Regions from separate parts of the Mus musculus genome. Here region 1 is linked to region 2. A link is a contact called in public HiChIP or PLAC-seq data. All regions are on one chromosome and are shown on one strand. Each heading gives the region's core, a stretch centred on a gene start, on an enhancer-like site or on the middle of the called end of the contact. The rest is flanking DNA. Distances are from core to core; before and after follow the strand shown.

What was found. HiChIP or PLAC-seq counts read pairs in DNA pulled down with a chosen protein or histone mark.
Region 1: a contact with region 2 is called in an H3K27ac HiChIP or PLAC-seq map of neural progenitor cells, with 3 times the contacts expected there. The contact joins two enhancer-like sites. A contact is called at or near these places in 4 of 39 promoter capture datasets (hematopoietic stem and progenitor cells, liver, second pharyngeal arch cranial neural crest and 1 more), 7 of 484 Hi-C or Micro-C datasets (the G1E-ER4 cell line, brown adipocytes, cerebellar granule neurons and 4 more), 2 of 115 datasets of contacts at active chromatin or transcription factors (astrocytes and neural progenitor cells) and 2 of 9 other capture datasets (adipose tissue and pancreatic islet).

The regions. Positions count from the first base shown.
Region 1 is chr3:19,214,334-19,219,850 of GRCm38.p6, forward strand. Mtfr1 (mitochondrial fission regulator 1) reads left to right here. Exons shown (of 8, transcript NM_026182.6): 5 at 1,138-1,370; 6 at 2,847-3,090; 7 at 3,829-3,988; 8 at 4,705-5,517. The coding sequence ends at 4,773. Among named protein-coding and RNA genes, the nearest start is that of Mtfr1, 29 kb to the left of the region's middle. Within about 2 kb of position 2,053, at least 64 of the 459 cell types and tissues checked have an H3K27ac peak or open chromatin away from gene starts, as enhancers often do. A contact at or near this core is called in neural progenitor cells, where this site is marked.
Region 2 is chr3:19,137,511-19,143,603 of GRCm38.p6, forward strand. All of the region lies in intron 4 of Armc1 (armadillo repeat containing 1), which reads right to left. Among named protein-coding and RNA genes, the nearest start is that of Armc1, 23 kb to the right of the region's middle. Within about 2 kb of position 1,606, at least 42 of the 459 cell types and tissues checked have an H3K27ac peak or open chromatin away from gene starts, as enhancers often do. A contact at or near this core is called in neural progenitor cells, where this site is marked.

The DNA of each region.
Region 1 (5,517 bases), core at 803-3,302, 77 kb after region 2:
CATTTGGTTGGGTGGAACAGTGTGGTTGTTCTGCATGCAATCCCAGAACTGGGGTTGTGGGTAGAAAGCGAGGCTACTGCCTAGAGAGTTTTAAAGAAGCCAGAGCTGCAGAGTGAGTGAAGCCATTCCTCAAAAACAGAAACAAAAAAGTCTGATTGCATGTGACAGAGAAGCTATGAGGACAATGATTAAAATGTGGATGTCCCCTTTTCTTGCCAATTCTTTGTTTTCTCAGAAACTTGTAAGTATAGCTGGAATTGATAGCCAGCCCGAGTGTCCTCACTGTGTGCTGCCCCTTTACCTGCTTTCACTGAAATGCCACACTGCACTGCACTGGCCTCACTCAGCACGCAGAAGGCGGCTGAGGCTTAAGTGGCTTCAGTTGCTGACTAATAGGTCTGAGGCTTTATTAACCTGCTCAGCCACATGTTCCCTAAACTGCAAAAGAAACTGGACACTAAAGTCCTTATTCCAGGCACAGGGCAGTTGTTTCTGCTTTTTAGAGTAGCTTAGGTTAGTGTCCAGCGTACTGTGCAGTCCAGGCTACTTTGAATTAGTGATCTTCATACTAGGAATTATGATTACTTCCTGTACTCATGAAGAATTCTTGCATTTTGAAGCATTCCCAGCGACTGGCATGTCCGACTTCAGGGAGCAGTGTTTCCAGTGTTCAGACTTTGACAGTGTGGGCTTGAGAGAAATGACATTAACGATTCCCCTCTCCTTTCGGCTTCTGGGATGTGGTTGGATTACATGGTTCCCATATTTCTTGTTTGATGTGCTTAGTCAAACACAGGAATTGCTGGTACTAGAAGGCAAAGCCAGGACCCTACAGAAGGGCTCAGACATTCTCGGTTTGAGCTTCCCGGTGGTTATGATTAGATTGCAATTTGGAAGATGAAATTTTTTAGGTGAAGACAAAAACAAAAGAAAACAAAACAAAACCAATCGGCAGCCTTTCCTCTTGACAGTGGTGGAGGAGCAACAGGCTCTGTAGACAGGAAAGGAGTGGGGCAGTGCTGGCATACAGCTGGGGAATAGTGACTTGTGTGATACCCTGATGAGCAGTGTGTAGGTGTCTGTCTATTCAGGTCTCCTTCACAGCCTGTGATGGCCACCTTTATGCTTTCCTTGCAGGGCAGAAGTCAGTTCCAAGCCTCCTCATGAGGATGACCCTCCTTGCTTTGAGAAGCCCCCAAGCAGGCACACTTCCTTCCCAAGCCTGTCTCAAGACAAGCCTTCTCCAGAGAGGACGCTGGCCAGCGAGGAGGCCCTGCAGAAGATCTCTGCCCTTGAGAATGAGCTTGCTGCCCTTAGAGCTCAGATTGCCAAGATTGTGACCCTGCAGGAGCAACAGAGTCCAAGTGCAGGTATGTGGCCCCTGAAGTGGCTTGTTGTGACTGGACAGTGCAAGCTGTGTCTTCTCTAGTCTTGCCTAAGACAGCACAAAACCCGATGATGTCTGTGTGACTTTAATTTGAGAAGAGTAGGGAAAAAAATCTGCTTGGCAAACTCTGAAATGCCTGCATTTGAAGTGGGCTGTTGTGAATGGCTGCTTTATGGGAAGTTTAGATTCCCCCATCTGATAACCACTCCTCTCAGACACGAGGATGTAACGTGACTTTGTGTCTGGTGAAAGGAACTGTTTCTGGGTAGGACTTGTGAGAAGCTATTTACACATGCAGGGCCTGAGGTAAACATCTGATGGTCCACTTTCCTTTCCTGCTCTAAATTGGGTATAACGGTCCTTGTATTACCAAGTCCCTGTGGCATTATGTATAGAAAGTAATAAATAAACACACAGCAGGTACCTAATGACCCTTTTCTTTCTCTTGTAGAGTAGAAACCAGTCAGGATTTCATCTAATCCTCTTGGTTTAATTTGTGTGGCACATTTTTTCCCATGGAGAAGAAACTATGGCCTTGAAATCCTAGCCTGGTAGTCTGTTGGAAAGTAGTGGTTGTTTTTCCTGTTATTTCACGGTCCTGGAGAGACACGTAGGTGCCCAGTGTCTGAATCCTGTTGCTTATGGTGCTTTGGGCACTGGGCACTAGAAGGGGAGGGGTGATCTCAGTGATTTGCATAGACATGTGCTTTGCATAGCAGGTTCTGGCTTGTTGTCTATTAACTTGAAACTGTTTTCTTTACTTCCCTCTGCTGGTAGACTAGGGAAACTACCATAAATAGGAGATAACTCTGCAGTTTGTTTTGTTGTCTTATGGTCTGAGTACTCCGGGGAAAACTGTTGTGACGTTACGATTTCCCCAAGCTCTCATTTGTATAGTTCTGCAGTAGAGACAGCCAACTTTGATTAGGCAAAAAGGGTAAATATTAGGGATTTTATTTCTTTAACACTTACTTTTTTCTTTGAAAATTAAGTGTGATACTGTTTTGTGGGACAAGGTTTTTCTTTGTATCTGAGTGACCTGGAATTCCTTATGTAGATCAGGTTGGCCTTGAATTTGGTGATCCTGCCGCTTTGTTCTCCCAAGTGCAGGGATTATAGGCATATAAACAGCTGGCATGGTCACGTGTTCGTGATACTTGTGATAGTGCTGAACTGCCTAGTATGTATTGAGGACAGATGTGTATGAGTATAGACTGCTTTATATTTCTGCTAAGAGTGGTTATGCTGCTCTCCACAAACAAGTGTGTCTAAACGTTAAAAACATCTGTGTTCATTTGCATGGGATGAGTTTGGGTTCAGAGTCAGACCTTTCTTAGTAGCTGAATTGCATTTTCCCTCTAGACTCTTTTTAAGGACATTGCTTTTAGGGATACACAAGTCTGTCACGATGTTTTCTTGCCTCTTACCAGAAAGAGTAACTTGTTTGCTTCTTTTGTAGGTTGCTTAGATTCTTCCACATCTGTTACTGTAGCACCACCACCACCACCTCCTCCTCCTCCCCCTCCCCTTCCGTTGGTACTCCACCAAAGTACGTCTGCTCTTGATCTGATTAAAGAAAGAAGAGAGCAGAGACTCAGTGCTGGAAAGACTTTGGCTACGGGCCACCCAAAGAAGCCTGACATGCCAAATATGCTTGAGATCCTTAAAGACATGAACAGTGTGAAGCTACGGTCAGTCAAGAGGTGAGGCTCCCACGTTGAATACTAGGAGTCTCAGGTTTATAACATGAGTGCTGAACCATTTTCCCTTCGAGAAATGTCTGCAGCTCTAAGAGCTCCTCTACACAGAATAGCCAAGGGCAGGGAATGGCTCCTCAATTCCACCAAGTGTCATCCTCTTGTGTGGACTCATTTGTTTTTTTGGTTTTTTATTCCCCAGACAGTTTTTTTTTTTTTTTTTTTTTTCTTTTTCCTGTATAGCCCCTGCCTTTCCTGGAAACTCACTCTGTTTCCTCACAGTCAGAGATCCACCTACCTCTGCTTCCAGAGTGCTGGGATTCAAGGCATGGACCACTAACGCCCAACTCATTTCTTAAAAAGGTTACCTGTTTTAAGAAAAGGTTCAGTATGTGTGGGAAGGTCAGAAGACGACTTGTGATTGAATCCTTGCCTTCAGTGTGAGTCCTGGGGATTGAACTGAGGTCATCCGTCTTGGTGCCTGGCACCCTCACTTGTTGAGCTCTCTCAAGAGGATGCATGCCCCCAGGCTCTCCTGGAATCACTGGGTACTTCCGGAAGATGCAGCCCTGACTTGTCCTAAGTGGCCCTTTATCTGACTCTGCACTCTCATGTTGAGCTCTAAAGTCCAAGTGTCCCTCCTACTACTAGCAGTGGCTTAGTCACCGTTTGTTGTCCACAGAGACCCTCTGAAGGACATCCACATATTGACCTGTCCCCTTGGTTTCTGCTCCTTTCTCAAAGGTCAGAGAAAGATGTAAAACCCAGGCCAGCGGATACTGACCATGCTGCCTTCATAGCAGAGGCTCTGAAAAAGAAGTTTGCATATCGACACAATAGCCAAGGAGAAACTGAAAGAGGAATTCCAAAGCCAGAGTCAGAGGCCACCTCAGAGCCAGCCCTGGTGAGTAGTAAGTAGCATGTTAGGTGGAGATCCATATCTAAGCCATTGACTTGTGTCTCCTGCTGGATGCTGCTGGACTCTGTACCAATATGGAGATTGTAGCTAGCTGGGCGGGTAAGGATCATTGATCTTTTGTTTGAAACTGGGACTTAGGAAATCCAGCGTGGACTTAAACTAGGTGTGTAGCAGGGTTGGCTTAAATCCTGATCTTGCTACCTCTACCTCTGATGCTGGGATTAAAGTAGTTGTGCCATTGTGACCAGCAAGGATGACATGTTTGTTTGTATTTCTACTTTTCTCACTGTAAAACTTAGTTTGTTTGGAAATCCAAAACTTACAGAGAAACCTAAGTGAAAAAAAGCAGAGTTTAACCCTGGGTTTCACTTTCCAATGTTAAATTTTCCCTGCAGGGTTTTATTTTTGTCTTTAGGTATAATGAAGTGAAACTCAATCTAATAATAATTTTCATTATGATAAAGTATAGTGTTTGTATTCAGATTTTAAAAGATTTACTCAAAATTAGACAGGATCATTTTCTCCTAGGGGTGCCTGGTGAGTTTTCCCAGTGAGATCTGACATAGGCTTGTGAGGTATATGCTGCACCACACAGAGACTGAGTAGACCACACGAATAGGAACTCCTTCCTGCCTGTTGTTTGCATGAAGATACTTGCTGACTTATTCCATGCTTTGGATTTTTTTTTTTTTCTTTTCCAGTTTGGCCCACATATATTGAAGTCTACAGGGAAAATGAAGGCTTTAATTGAAAATGTTCCCGACTCCTAATGGACAATGAATTCAGAAAGACTCCTGGTTCACCAGTTGGCTTGCAGAGCTGAGTTTGTCTAGGAGAAATCACCAGTATTTAGTAAATTCCTTGCTGTAGTGTTCATTGGTCTCCTTCCTTCTGAGCCCAACTAGAGGAGTAAGAAGCAGTGAAAGCAGCAGGAGGTCTGGCTTCTGAGAGGTCAGCTCTGGAGCTCTCCCTAACACACATGTACTATGTGCATGTTCTGTTCTTAACACTAAAATCTGTGCACACATTTCACCATGAATGGCATCAGAGAGGACACTGTTATCTTCCTCTTCACTGAGAGTTCACTAGTCAGTGATGGAGAGCTGGTATACTGTTATTATAGCACACTATTGGAGCTGGGAATGCCTCGGACAGGACTTGAGTATGTTCTCACTTTCTGTTTTCTGGAGCTGAGTTTACATAAACAGCAGAAGATGTTTACTGCTGAGTCTCTGTGTTGCTTTCTGTTAGAGGGAAGTGAGGACCAGGAAGGCCATTTACACCTCATTACCACCCACTACTGGGAAGCAAATGAACTTCTCAAGTAGTAACAAATCAAACTATTGAATTAAATCATTTCTTAAATAAAAGCCAGAATGTATCATCTTTCTCATCAGTTTAATAAGTGGCCCTATAAAGATGGATGATTTGTTGCTAAGTTAAAAATTGTCTTAGTTAAGGTTACCATCACTGTGATGAAACACCATGGCCAGAAGCACCTTGGGGGAGGAAAT
Region 2 (6,093 bases), core at 356-2,855:
TGCACTCATGTATGCAGAGGATACAACTCAGGTCCTCATGATTGCACACCAAATATTCTCATGTGCTGAACCTTACCCCTTTGGGATTTTTGTGTTAACTTTGAAAAGTAACTGTTTCCCATACTCAACATAATCAACAGGATTCACTGGAGATATTTTATGTATATTAATGTATTCCACTTAACCAATTTTCATTTATCAGAAAATTTCTAGAATTTTCTAGAAATGTTTTGGGCTTTTGTAGCTCAGTTTCAGTAAGTTATTTGTTAACATATTTGGTCCTGTCACAGTAAATAAAGACTGTAGAAGCACCCCCTAATACACACATACTTATTTACTAAACCTTAAAACCTTATGTTTGAGCCCCCAAATAAAGTGAAACGTTATGAATTGTCTTTATAAAAACAATTAAACAATTTGAAATACAAAATATTATTGAAAAAAAAACCTCCTGATGCTTAGATACTGGAAAAGTAACATCTCTGAAAGAAGAAACTGAGATGAGCAAAATGAAACTGATGCTAATCTTGGCTGTCAACTGGACAGAACTGGGAAATGAGCAGGAGATTAGGAGAGCATAGCTTGTGGCCAGAGAAACAGCTCAAGGGTTAAATAAGAGCACTGGCTGCTCTTCCAAAATAAGTAGGTTCAAGTCCCAGAATCCACATGGCAGCTCACAACCGTCTGTGCCTTCACTTCTAGAGGATCCAACACTCTCTTCCAGCCTCCATGAACTCTGTACACATGTACACAAAACACTCCCAGTAAGAACATCTCTAGTATGTTGTCTGTGAGGGCATCCCTTACGCTGCAGCCCCAGACAGAAGAAAAATGGAATAGAAGAAAGCCCCTGCAGATACTCCCACTTCTAGGGTAGCCAGCCACCTCTACCGCCCTAGCCCTATCCACAGACATTGTCACAGCATATTTCAGGCCCAAAGCCTCAAGGCTCAGGAATCATGAACTAAAAGCTATAAGCCAAAATAAGCAACTCCTTTCTTGAGTTGTTTCTGTTAAGTAGTTTGACATAGCAACAAAAAAATCTAACAGAAACCAACCAGAACTCGGAAGCCTCCCTGAATTCAGGACCAAGTTAAGGGACGTAAAATAAAGCAAATATAATTCTCAGGGCAAAGCAAATTAAGAATGAGAGAAGGACAAAAGAGGAAGGAGCCACACAGAGAGACAGCCACTGTCTCCAGAGTCAGGTGTGCAGTGGTCACTGCGAGCTGACTGATGGTCAGTGCATGGATGCTAGGAAGGAACCTGAGACTGAGCAAAACTCTGCTGGGGAGGAGCAGAAAGAACAACTCTATCGGCTCACACTAGGTTAGCAATGCATCATATCCTCACGGACTACACTAGACAATAACTGTAAGTCCACAGGGTGGGAAGAACATTGCCTCAGCAGTGTACCAAACTTATCCCTAGGTTGAAAAGCATGGTCCTACATAGTAAAACTTTAAACCAGAGCTCAAGACCCAACCACTAACAAGCAGCAGTCGGTACACAATAAAGCTGAGCAGGGATAGTGGGGCACAGCTTTAGTTCCAGTTCTCAGGAGGCAGGGTAGCAGCCTGGTCTACAGAGGGAGTTCCAGGACAGACAGGGATTTACAGAGAGACTCTGTCTTGAAAACCCAAACAAAACAGAATAGAGCTGAGGAGCAATTACAGGCTGTGCATACAAATGAATTCTGTGTTCCACAAAGCACAAAATATCTGCCACCAGACATTCAAAAGAAGCAAACAAACACTACACTAAACTAGAAAAGCCAATATATTCAGAAACAATACAAGTGGTGGAGTTAGTGCACAGGGGCATTAACAATTTTCCTAAAATGTTTCTACGTTCAAGAAGATAGAGTGTAAATGTGCAATGGTGACATCATAAAATATCTAAGTCAAAACGTGAAAATACACTGTGAAAACGATGTTTATAAGACATACTGGGGAAGGATAATAACAAACTCAGCACTCAGCGAAGATATTAAGGAACACAGAAACAGGATCTATCCTAAGTGTAAGAGAAGGGATGAAGTAAACAGGACCCCAGTGAACTTGAAGAAATCTCAAGTGGCAGACAGCACATAATTAAGAATCCCTGACAGATCCAGGAAAAAGGGAGAAAATTTTGTTTTGAAGATATGATGGGAAAATCCATACAAATCTGCCACAAATTTAAATTCACAAAGCCAAGAAGCTAGATAAAATGGAAACAGAAAAACACACAAAGAAAAGACTGGGCTCCTGCTAGCAGGAGAGCTTCAAACTCAGATTCCAGAGCACAACCCTATCATCTGAGACGCTGTGTGCCCTAAAGCTGGCTGGGCAAGGCTGCTCTGCCTTGGCCCAGGAAAGGGACATCCACATCAGTCAAGCCAGTAAGGACGTGAACAACTGAGGAGCAGGCAGTGCGGGAGCAAGAGGAGGGAGGAAGACAAGACAAATGACAGCAGGATTCTGAACACAACATGGTGTATGGCTATTTCAAAGTGCAGTAGAAGAAAGTCAACATGGAGTCCACATCCATCAAAAATAAAACCATTTTAAACAAAAGTAAGAGGAGGGCTTTGGAACATATGAAAATCAAGTTGGAAAGTTGACTGTTCAAGTTGCAATAATGAAGGCTATAGAACTGTTGGGAGGGGGGAGGGGAAGAGAGGTAAAAGTCAGGCAAGAAAGTAGAGGAGGAGGGGGATGGGAGAAAGTGGGTAGGCAGAGAGGCAAGGGCTGGGAAAAGTGGAGGGGGAAAGAAGGGGCTGGAAGAAAGTGAACAAGGAAGGAGAGAGGGGGAGGGAGGAACTGGAGGAGGAAGAGGGAGGAAGGAGGTGGATACATGGAGGGGGAAGGGGATGGGAGGAAAGGGAAGAGAAGAAGAAAGTAAATAGTTGCTTTGAAGCAGCTAGACAGAATAACAGATTGAGAGCATGAAAAAAGTTCTTAAATGAGAAAAATCTTTCTCAAAAGGCGGCTCTTGGCACATTTTGGGGACTACTCCCTGCTGCTAAGAACTGTTAACTTTATTTCTCAATAAAACCTTGGTGTCCTTTAAAAAGTTGGTTCTCAGTCCCAGCATAGCAGCACATTCCTATAACTAGAGCACACAGCATTCCTGAGGCTGAGGCACAACTGCCTGAGTTCAAGATCAAACTGGATACAAAGTGAGACCAAATCTCAAAACAAGCAAAACAAACAAGCGAAATCAAAAAACAAAGCAAAAAGTCCAAACCCACAGAACTAATGAGAGCAGGATGAGCTTAAGAGAGCCTGCTACCAGGTCTGAGGCCAGGGCTTGGTCCTAGGACAGGCTCAAGAGAAGCAGCCTCCGCTCACGGTCACATGTGCACCCCCAACTTAAACGGTAATAAGTGTAATACAACATTTGGGTCTTTGAAAAGGTCAATGAAACTGATAAACCTTTAACTTCCAAGAAAAAGCCAACAACTAAACTTGGGAATAAAGAAGGAAATATTACTGCCAAACCTTATAAAAATAAAACGTTATGAAAGGTTAAGTATCTTTTGTCTGGTCTTGGGAACCATACGTATAAAATAAGGTTTAGAAATCTGTGTTGGGCTTCAAACCAGGGACCCATAACACTTACCCCGTTAACACACAGGCTAGTCCACTGGCTTGTTCTCAAGGACCTAGCAACGGACTGCATCATCACCTGCCTGTACCAGGTGTGTGAACCAGGTGTGTGACGTGTACAAAAAGGGCCCTCCAGTCACCCCAGACCCATCTCTCCATCTCCGTTTTCCTCTCCATCCCTCCCTAGGTTCCTCTTCTTTTTGAGCTCTCTCTAGCTCGCTCTCTCCCCCACCCCACCCCATCCTTCTCCATCCCTCTCTGTCTGTCCCCCCCTCCCCCCGTCTATATAGTGATTTTTTCCTGGCCCCATTTCAGTGAACCTGTCAAGAGCTGCTTTTATATCTGTAATTTGGCCTGAATTGGCTTATTTCATGAGCAGAGAAAATTTATTAATCAAAAATAAAATTTTACTTTCCAACTCCAAACCTTTTTGAGCATCACATTGATATTTAAAAATAAGGTCTGTAAAGAAATGTTCAACATCCTTAGTCATCAAGGAAATGCAAATCAAAACAACCCTGAGATTCCACCTCACACCAGTCAGAAAGGCTAAGATCAAAAACTCAGGTGACAGCAGATGCTGGCTAGGATGTGGATTAAGACAGTAGAGAAATTACCCAAGGAGCTAAAGGGAACTGCAACCCTATAGGTGGAACAACAATATGAACTAACCAGTACCCCGGAGCTCTTGTCTCTAGCTGCATATGTATCAAACAATGGCCTAGTCGGCCATCACTGGAAAGAGAGGCCCACTGGACTTGCAAACGTTATATGCCCCAGTACAGGGGAACACCAGGGCCAAAAAGGGGGAGTGGGTGGGTAGGGGATTGGGGGGGTGGGTATAGGGGACTTTTGGGATAGCATTGAAAATGTAAATGAGGAAAATACCTAATAATAATAATAAAAAAAAAAGAGGCACACTCCTCCATTGTTGGTGGGATTGCAGGCTGGTACAACCACTCTGGAAATCAGTCTGGCGGTTCCTCAGAAAATTGGACATAGTTCTACTGGAAGATCCAGCAATACCACTCCTGGGCATATACCCAGAAGATGCTCCAACTTGTAATAAGGACACATGCTCCACTATGTTCATAGCAGCCTTATTTATAATAGCCAGAAGCTGGAAAGAACCCAGATGTCCCTCAACAGAGGAATGGATACAGAAAATGTGGTACATTTACACAATGGAGTGCTGTTCAGCTATTAAAAACAATGACTTCATGAAATTCTGAGGCAAATGGATGGAACTAGAAAATACCATCCTGAGTGAGGTAACCCAATCACAAAAGAACACACATGGTATGCACTCACTGATAAGTGGATATTAGCCCAGAAGCTCGGAATAAACAAGATACAATTCACATACTACATGAAGCTCATGAAGGAAGATCAAAGTGTGGATTGGATACTTCAGTCTTCCTTAGAAGGGGGAACACAATACCCATGGGAGGAGATACAGAAACAAAGTGTAGAGCAGAGAATGAAGGAAAGGCCATCCAGAGACTGCCCCACTTGGGGATCCATTCCACATACAGTCACCAAACCCAGACACTATTATGGATACCAACAAGTCCTTGCTGATAGGAGCTTGATATAGCTGTCTCCTGAGGGGTTCTACCAGTGCCTGACAAATACAGAGGTGGATGCTCTGAGCCAACCACTGGACTGAGGGTCTCCAATGTAGGAACTAGAGATAGAACCCAAGGAACTGAATGGGTTTGCAGCCCCATAGGAGGAACAACAATATGAACCAACCAGTACACCCAGAGCTCCCAGCGACTAAACTACCAACTGAAGAGTACACATGGAGGGACCCATTGCTCCAGCTGCATATTTAGCAGAGGATGGCCTAGTTGGTCATCAATGGGAGGAGAGGCCCTTGGTCCTGTGAAGGTTCTATGCCCCAGCATAGGGGAATGCCAGGACTAGGAAGCAGGAGTGGCTGGGTTGGTGAGTAGGGGGAGGGGGAGAGGATAGGAGGGTTTTGGAGGGGAAACCAGGAAAGGGGATAACATTTGAAATGTAAATAAAGAAATCATCTAATAAAACAAAACAAAAAAATGAAAAAAAAAATGGACATTGAAGCATTTCAAAACTTGAATTTTTAGTTCAAGGGCATTTAGCTTTACAAGCAATGTGAATAACTGTTTGCCAATATTAACAACCTCAACAAAATGTAAACATTATTACAAAGACATAAACAATCAAAACTTACTAAAAAAAGGGGAGAGGGTAAGATAAATAGATCTAATAAAGCATGTAGAGAAATTCAATTAATGGTCAAAAAAACTGTCCACAAAGCAAAGCCCAGAGCCAAATGACTTCAATAAAATGTACAAATATGGGGCTGGAGAGATGGCTCAGTGGTTAACAGTATACACAGTCAATGTTGAGCAATAAAAGACCATTTAAAACTGGACAAAGAACAAAGAGGAAATGAATATTTCCCTCAAATATAAATCTGAAGTGAAAGATATAAATCAAGCCCAATTTAACCACT